Linked DNA regions of Mus musculus: regions 1 and 2 are each linked to region 3. Evidence: chromatin contacts called from public promoter capture Hi-C data. All regions are on one chromosome and are shown on one strand. Each heading gives the region's core, a stretch centred on a gene start, on an enhancer-like site or on the middle of the called end of the contact. The rest is flanking DNA. Distances are from core to core; before and after follow the strand shown.

What was found. Promoter capture Hi-C pulls out the DNA fragments that hold promoters and counts their contacts.
Region 1: a contact with region 3 is called in a promoter capture Hi-C map of pre-B cells, with 2.3 times the contacts expected there. The contact joins the enhancer-like site here to the promoter of St8sia6 in region 3. A contact is called at or near these places in 4 of 39 promoter capture datasets (the C10 cell line, liver and pre-B cells) and 2 of 115 datasets of contacts at active chromatin or transcription factors (embryonic forebrain and large pre-B cells).
Region 2: a contact with region 3 is called in a promoter capture Hi-C map of embryonic stem cells, with 2.9 times the contacts expected there. The contact joins the promoter of Cacnb2 here to the promoter of St8sia6 in region 3. A contact is called at or near these places in 2 of 39 promoter capture datasets (embryonic stem cells and neural stem cells), 1 of 484 Hi-C or Micro-C datasets (embryonic stem cells) and 4 of 115 datasets of contacts at active chromatin or transcription factors (astrocytes, embryonic stem cells and pro-B cells).

What each region holds. Positions count from the first base shown.
Region 1 is chr2:14,630,519-14,633,237 of GRCm38.p6, forward strand. The region is part of intron 2 of Cacnb2 (calcium channel, voltage-dependent, beta 2 subunit); the gene reads left to right. Among named protein-coding and RNA genes, the nearest start is that of Gm32741, 27 kb to the left of the region's middle. Within about 2 kb of position 1,278, at least 88 of the 459 cell types and tissues checked have an H3K27ac peak or open chromatin away from gene starts, as enhancers often do. A contact at or near this core is called in pre-B cells, where this site is marked.
Region 2 is chr2:14,602,773-14,605,605 of GRCm38.p6, forward strand. It overlaps Cacnb2 (calcium channel, voltage-dependent, beta 2 subunit), which reads left to right and starts at 1,534. Exons shown (of 14, transcript NM_023116.4): 1 at 1,534-1,786. The coding sequence starts at 1,679. It overlaps Gm32741 (a long non-coding RNA gene), which reads right to left and starts at 1,813. Exons shown (of 4, transcript XR_374017.4): 1 at 804-1,813; 2 at 373-445.
Region 3 is chr2:13,792,122-13,794,873 of GRCm38.p6, forward strand. It overlaps St8sia6 (ST8 alpha-N-acetyl-neuraminide alpha-2,8-sialyltransferase 6), which reads right to left and starts at 1,399. Exons shown (of 8, transcript NM_145838.1): 1 at 1,223-1,399; 2 at 633-731. The coding sequence starts at 1,323.

The DNA.
Region 1 (2,719 bases), core at 28-2,527, 840 kb after region 3:
CAGAACTGTCTCCCAGCCCTAATATGTATGTTTTCTTCCACTTGAAAGCAAGAGTGGGGCACCTTTAGTCAGTGGGCCTTCTTTTGTGATACAGTATGTAGAGTGTGGCCTCAGCCAGTTAACAGATAGTTGTTAGATCCAAAGAATCCGCTTTGAAAAGCGACTGTATTATTTTCCCCAATATAAAATCCTTGTGAATGTTTTAACCATGGCAGGTTCACACAGGACAAGTGTATTAATTTGGCTGCTTTGTTTCATTGCAAAGACCTCTGAATGTGTTCACCCTTAGGTTTCTTTTTTCCTTCTGTATTGGATACACAGTCAAGAAAATTTTCAAAGCAATTGTTTTTGGTTTTTCTTTGGGGGGGGGGTGGTTTATTCACAACAGTTGTTTTAAATGTTCATCACAAATGATAGGTACCCAGACCAGCCCCAAATAATTTTATTGTACTAACCTTAGCTGCAATACCATAGAATTTTAACAAAAATAAGGAGTGTTCAAATAATTGCATTTTGTGGTAGTTTAATAACTGGTTCCTTCTCCTTATTATAGGTTTCTCATGTATTTTAAAAATACGTTTAACTTAAAGATGGTCAGAAATGGTATACACATTGGTTTCTAAACTGAAGAAGTCTTGTATATAATCAGTCGTTCATTAAAGCACTACCAGGTCATTCAACTTAAAATCTCTACAATTATTCTCTGGGGTTTTATAATTGTTGAGTTTTGTTTGTTTCTGAGACAGGGTCTCTCTGTGTAGCACTGGCTAACCTAGAACTCCATATGTAGACCACATTAGCCTTGAATTTGCAGAGATCTACCTGACTCGGACTCCCAAATGCTGGGATAAAAGGCTGGCATTACTACATCAAGCTATCGGTTTTATGTTTAGATCTATAATTTTCTTTATGATTATAAAATGAATATATATATATATATATATGTATGTATGTATGTATGTATGTATGTATATGTACAGTTCAGAAAAAGAATGGCCTTTTTACTTAGATTGATACAGAGAAAATCAGGGCCTCCTTCAGGGCTTTTAGTATCATTAGTAAATGGACATAAGAACAGGCTAAGATTGAAGCTCAACAACAATTTTATTAGCAGTTAAGAGAAAAACCTCAGGGCAGACATGCTGTAAAACTCTAGCAGCTGCCTGAGGAAGTGGCTGGAGAAGAGAAGGAAAGACCCATGCTAGGTTAAGCTGGCATAAGGCTGGTGAACAAGCAACCACAGGGCAGGGAGGGGGGCCTCAGAGAAAGAGGAAGGAAGCCCAGAGTGTTAGGGGGAGCCCCAATTGTTGAGAAAACACACTAGAAAAGATACAGAGAGAAGAGGAAGTTAGGCTTTTCTTGGGAACTCAGAAACCAGACAGAAGTAGAACCAATACTCATAGTAGCAGTTGTTAAGCGTCTGGTGTAGGGACAGGAATTCAATAAGGAAAAGTACATTCTCTCACTAAATCAACAATTATACACCTGTCTCTTTAGCATAGTTTAAGATGAGCCCATTTCCCATGTGTGGGCCCTTAACCAAGATGGTTGAGCATCCTAGCTGGTTAGTTCTAGTTAGGTTTCCATGAGGCCAGAGATTCTTTTCTCTTACCAGGAGTTTTTATTATTGTTGTTGTTGGTGGTTTTCTTTTCTAATGTAGTTTATCTTAAAATGAAGTATAGAGAATTGGGATAAGAGACAGTATTGTATGAGCCCTGTGATAATATAAAGTTCTCTAACTTTGTTACTCTTCAGTATAGAGTATACCAGGTGATAATTGCAAGCTTTCGAATAGATGTTTATTTTGATAAGGCAGAATGTCAATGAACTTTTTGTGGGGAAGTCTAAGCTCTTCCATCAACATGTTGGCTCCATGCTCACACATTTATGGAAGCCATTCCTCTCACTTTGAACATATTCTCTCAAAGATTCTCTATGCTGATATTCTTAAAAGAGGACTCTAGGTCACATCTGTTGCCAGAGACCACAAACATGACTGCCTGAGGGAGGCTTGGGTGATAAGGACATTTATGGCATCACTGGACTGAAAAGCCTAGGTGACGCCAGCAGAGTGGCTCATATGTCATTAAGCACCTCCTGGAATTCCATAGCTGCCTTCTGTTTTCTTCCATGTTGGTTTTAGTCCTTACTTTAGGTGGTAGCCAGCTGGTTTCCAGGAGCTTTATGAGTAGGCTATCTAGGGCATCTTTGTGGTCCAACTCAAAGGCTTAATTTGAAAATTATTTTTCCACAGTTTTGGTTTCATCTAGTCTTAGGCCAGGCCTCAACTGTGAGCTCACTGAGGGATCAGTTGTATACAAGTCACATGAACTAAATTTAAGGAGAGGAGCCTTTTCTCAGAGGACTGTTTCCAGAGAAAGAATGAACGGACACAGGATAGGAGCAGAACTGATATCTGTTCTATTTTGAGAATGAATGAACATGTTGATGTGTTCTCAGTTTCCTTGGGATGGCTTATGAAAATACCGAGTCTTAGATATAGCTTAGGGAATGCCATTGGAACCCTTCTAGGCTTATACAACGTATTCTGTGCTCTTCTCTTTCTAAGAACAAATGGACTGCTAATGTGCCTACATGAACCTGTGAAAATATATCTTCGCAGATAAATTGTGAATTGGTATGATTTTCTTCTGTTACAAATATATGAGAGAGAAATAATAAAGAGGATCAAAATTGACTTTGATTCACTGTTTTAAA
Region 2 (2,833 bases), core at 284-2,783, 810 kb after region 3:
CCACTTCTGTATTTGTCAGGCACTGGCAGAGCTGCTCAGGAGACAGCTTTATCAAGCTCCTGTCAGAGGTCACCCCCTCCCCCAGGTAAAAAAAGGAAGCTAATACTTAGGTCTTAGTTAACATTAGTAACATGTAATCCAAATGGCAATAAGACTGAAGATTTGGAAAACCAACGGCACTTTGTATATGCTTAAATCTTTAAACATACCGAGATCTGTTTTTTTTTTTTTCCTTCCTTTAAAAACAAAAACAAAAAAATTCTGGCTCAATCCAGTGTATGGTAGACATCTGCTTAATGAAAACAGCTCAGTTTAAGAAGAACACGGTACTGTATTTCATCATCATAGTCAAACACAGTATACAAAGTTTACCTTAGTAAAAGGTCTCTGTGTGTATTTCAGCTTGCACAACTGTTATACTTTGTTTCTGCTCGGTGAGTGCTACCTAGAAAATTTGTATGTAGATTTTTTTTTCAGTGCAAGAAAGGTTGTCAAAGCAAAGCAGCGTCTTATGAGCAATACTAGAACGGAAAATAATTCCTTCTCCTCCTCCTCCTCCTCCTCCTCCTCCTCCTCCTCCTCCTCCTCCTCTCCCTCCTCTTCCTCCTCCCCACTCCTTCTTCTCCTTCTCATCGTCCCCCTCCTCCCCGTGCCCCTCTTCCCCTCCCCTCCTTTTAGTTTCTTTGTTTTTAATTGAAAGCTCACACAATGTACTCTGATCATGGTTCCCCTCCTCCATCTCCTCCCTACCTCTCCACCCATCCAACTACAAGCGAACCATTATTCCGGTTTTACCCTCTTACCAAGAATTTCGGGGTCCTTAAAAACCTGCTTATTTTTGTCTCAACGGTTACACTAAGACTTCTCAACTGCGGGGAGGGGGTGCGCTGGGGGCGGGAACGATATAGTCTGCTAGCAAAGACAAGCTCCTAGCAAAGACAACAAAAACAAAACAGGCCATCACAAACCAAAAAGCTAGGGCACAGGTGTAGTAGAACCAATTGTCAGGTCAGGACCATGTGGGAGGAAGTCTTAGTTCATCACTGGCACTTGTTTTCTGACTCCTCGAGTGCTTTCACTCATGCTTTTGCAGAAGTTCGGGGTCTGTCTGTAGCCTTTTTCGAATCATGGAGAGTTTCAGTTTAGGGTCTAACCCTGTGGATCTTTTTCCTCCTCTGGACTCCAGGAAGAGGAGGTGAACTGAGCAGCTGGGCCAGTTACCTCCCTAGGGAGCTGCGACTGGCTGGCTTTCGTGGCTTCGAAAACTTTCCAGCGCGAGTGCCACGGCGACGGGCCGCAGCTGAGTCGGAGCCCACGCGGCCCGCGCCTCCCGCGAAGAACTTTTCGGAGTGGCGGTGGTTTGTCACTCTCGCTTTCCGACGCGCCTCCCCCCTGGCTCGTGCTCCCGGAGCGCCCTCCTCCTGGCGGGGACCTTCCCTGGAGCCAGCCCGCCCAGCAGTCCCAGCCTCCGCCGCTCGCGGGCCCAGAAGCTCCAAAGAACTGGCGCCCCTCGCCCCGGCCACCCAGCCTCGTGCCTGCGCCACCGCCTAGTCTAGGCTTTGCAACATGCTTCAGCGGCGTCGCGCGCACTGAGAGCCTCCGATCCTGGGGCGAAGAGGAGCGGGGGACCCGGGTCGTGGAGGAGGGGACCCGCAGCCTTGGAGTCGACTTTTTGCCGATGGTCCAAAGCGACACGTCCAAGTCGCCTCCCGTAGCGGCGGTGGCGCAGGAGAGCCAGATGGAGCTGCTGGAGAGCGCGGCTCCCGCGGGGGCGCTCGGAGCACAGGTAGCCACTGCGCCGCGCCTTCTGCTGGCTTTGTGAGCCTCAGAGCCCCGACCTCAGTCCCTCCCGCTGCCTCCTCTCCCTCATCGCGAACCGCGCCTCCCCCTCCTGCTCCGGTCTCCTTCGCCACCTCCTCCCGCCCATCCCGGTGCTGCTGGGGGACCCTGCCCCTGCGCGCCTTCCACGGGCTCTGCTCCGGCTTCCATTTTTTTGTTTGTTTGTTTGGTTGGGTTTTTTTGTTTTGTTTTCTTTTGATTTTGCCCCCTTTGCTTTCTGAAAAGCCAGTGGGAAGGGGCGAGGACGACCTGCCGCTCCTCCCCGGCTTTTCCCGGGCCACGCCGCTTGGCTGTCCGCGCCCCTGCCCTGGAGAAGCACATGGAGAGCCATGGACCAGGCGAGTGGACTGGACCGGCTCAAGATCGTGAGTCCGGGCGGGCGGGAAAGGGATCCGCATCCTGCATCGCTGTTTCCGCCGCTGCCTCTGGTGGTCTCTATTGGGAGCTAGGCAGGGAGGTGAGGTGTTATGCAGGGGTCAAGGTGGGCGTGGATCCCCTTGCCTTCTCCCCGGAGAGCAGCCCCAACCCCCCTCAGCACCTGGGGCGCTGTGCCACCCAGACAGTTCAGCTAGCTGTCCTCTTTCCAGGGTTTGCCTGGACCCTTGTTTCTTTGCTGGAAGAAGAGAGCAGAGTGTTGTGGGTGAGAAAGTTTTTGTTTCTGTTTACCCCGAAATGGCATGCCATTCTAGCGGCTCCTGGGTTCCTTTCTCTGATGAGTATTAGCGGTTTCTGGAAAAATTCTGTCCTGCTGCTCATTGTGAAATAGGAGATGTCGGTTGTAGGCGTGGAGTGTGATAAGGTGGCTTTTACGTAAAGCCTTGGCAGGTACAGTTGGGATTCCAGACACCCCCAGATCTGGGCGGAAAGGAGTTCCTCAACTTTTATTCTTGGGGTAAAGCCTTCAAACCTGACACTTGAACTACTTGGAGAGTGCTGGGAAGAGGTTAGGGTGAATCCAGGAAGAATATTTCTCCTCTGCTTAATGGCTTTGGCT
Region 3 (2,752 bases), core at 149-2,648:
GTACTTTTCACATATAGGAAATAGACATTACAGAGACATAAAGTAGTCCTAACCTGAAAATGATACCTGGGTCTGGGCTCTGAGTTAATATTAAATTCTCTTATGTATTTCCCCTATGGCTTTCTATATTAAGTTGTGTTATTTCTATAATCAGAATAATAGATATCCAATAATTACTGTACATTAATACACACCCACAGTAAGGAAGAAATGTAAGTTCTTTTTCATCCAGGACAAACACACTGAAGAATTGTATTCCTTCGATCTCAACACAGATGCACTTTAAAGAACAGAAAACAAAACCCACAAACCAAATCTCTCAGTAAAGATAGACAAGTGCCTTCTCTGGGGTTTTCCACACACCTTTATCTACAGAATTCAGTACCCATCTTTGAAAGTGTAGCCGATATGGAGAGATGTGTTTTTAAAGGTTGATGTGCGTAGTCTCTCTCTCTCTCTCTCTCTCTCTCTCTCTCTCTCTCTCTCTCTCTCTCTCTCTCTCTCTCTCTCTCTCTGTCAAAGACAGACAGAGACAGACAGACAGAGATATCCAGGCAAAACGCTCAAGTGAGTTCCACGGGTCTCGCAGTCTTGCCCAGACCTTGTCCATCTGTCCCTAGTGGCCTTAGTACCTGTTCCTGGTGCGTGGTACCGGGGTTGTCGGGCTCCAGAGTGTCTTCAGTGCAGCTGAGGTACCACTGGTGTCCTCTCTGCTTCCCTCCATCAACAGCCTGCACAGCCAGGGAGAAAACTAAGTTATTACACCGCGTTGGAAGCCAGTGTGGCTGGCAGACTGGGCACTGCACTCCAGACGTAATCAGAGCATCTTTGTGCACCCCAGCTCCCGGGATGGGTCCCTAATCTTGAAGTTAGACAGGAAAAATCCCATAGGACAAAACCAGGAGTAGAATGGGGGAGTCCTGGAGCCTGGCGGGAAACCTCTTCAGGAGGTTCCGCTCTGCAGCTCCCTCGCCCACAGAGGCACTATCCGGAGCCCTCCCAACCCCGACGTGTCCCTTTCCACTTCAAACCAAGACATCCGGCCAAGCGTCGCCTCTCCGCGACCCCTGATCTCCACCCTACCCTCAAGGAGCTGCTTAGTCAAAAGTCTAAAGTGGTCAGTCACCCGGATCTTTCCGGGCGTCCCCTGGAAGCAACACCCAGAGCACAGCGTGGGCGCACCGGACCTTTCAGGTGGGGCGAGTTGAGGCCGGGGAATTACCTGGAGCGGGCAGGCGCGTCGGCTGGGCACCAGAGCATACGCAGGAGGAGCAGCAGCATCAGGCTGCCTATGAGGGCGAACAGCGTGCCCCCCGATCTCATCCTGAGCCACGGGCGTCCTCGCCGCCAAAGCTGCCGGGGCGAAGCGCAGCCCGGGCGGCACCGACTCGCCGCTCCGGTCACCGCCTTCGCCGCCGCCGCCACCGCGGCCGCTGCCACGCACACCCCCAGCGTTCAAAGGCGGTGGCGCGGGCCCGCACTCTGGGGGCTGCCCAGAGCCCAGCCTGCAACAGTGTTGCTGGGCACCGAGCCGAAGAAGCCGCGTTCGGGCTCGCTCGCTTCTTCCAAGCCAGCCCCGGCCGCCGAAGCTGGCGAAGCTGGCGGACAGCTAGCGGATGACGATTCTCCAAGCTCGTCGCTTGTCCTCCCGGAGGCGCTCGGAGCCGCTGCGGGCTCTGGTCGCTGCAGCCGCCGCTGCCTCTGCCTACTGCTGCCGCCGCCGCCACGCGGGGTCACCTGAAGGTTGGGGTATGAGCGCTCAACTCCGCGCTGATTGGGCTCCAACTTTTCAGCTGCTCTCACCTTCGCCCGAGTGCGCGCTTGGCCCCAAGTGACCCACCCAATCACATTGCGACTCTGCTATGTAGCTGAGGCCCTGAGCTAGAACCTGGAGGACTGAAGAGAAGAGCAGAAAGGACCCACTTCAAAAAGTTTGCAAACTGGGTTGCTCAGTTGGATCCTCCCACGTGCCTGAAAGCTGCCAGGAACTTGGTAACGTTTGAGTAGACTGGCATTGCATGGCACCTTCCCACGACGTTCCGTGGACAGTTGACACCAAATTACCAAGAGATCTTCAAGGGCAATTTGTCCACCCACCTTTGACCAGAGTCATCTCTGCTTGCTTTAAAACAACTGTTTTATTGGACATCTTTGTGTCCAGTAATTTGTATTATTGATGAGCATGCGATTGTGTGACAGATTGACTGCTTATAAGGGCAGAATTGAGTAGTGGTGACTGCGAGTCTATAGCTCTCAAAACCTGAAGTGTTTACCATTGTTTACCAAATGTTTTTCAGAAAAACAGATTTGCCTACTGCCAATGGAGGTGATCTCTGGATTTTAAATTCTTGCCTAATCCAGAACCTAATTGGAATTATAACGAACACGAGAATTTCACCAATAAGAGAAAAATGCACCAACCAATCATAGGCAGCTAACTCATCACACCACGCAAAGTCAGTTACCTACATGTAGCCAATCAGGTGATCCCTCTACTAAGACTTTGTGCCCGCCCACCAAAAGCTTGCTGCCCACTGATAGGCAGATATCCCCTCTTCTGTTTCCCAGTGCTGCCTAATTCACGAGTCCTTCTTTGTTCAAGTAAATGGTTGACATTTATTTGTCTCAAATATTTCTTTTCTCGTAGCTATAGGTCGACATCCAGTTTCTGTGTTGAAACTCTATCCTCCAACTGTGATTTGATCCTCAACACGAGGCTGGAGAGATGGCCCACTTGAGTTGGATGAATTAG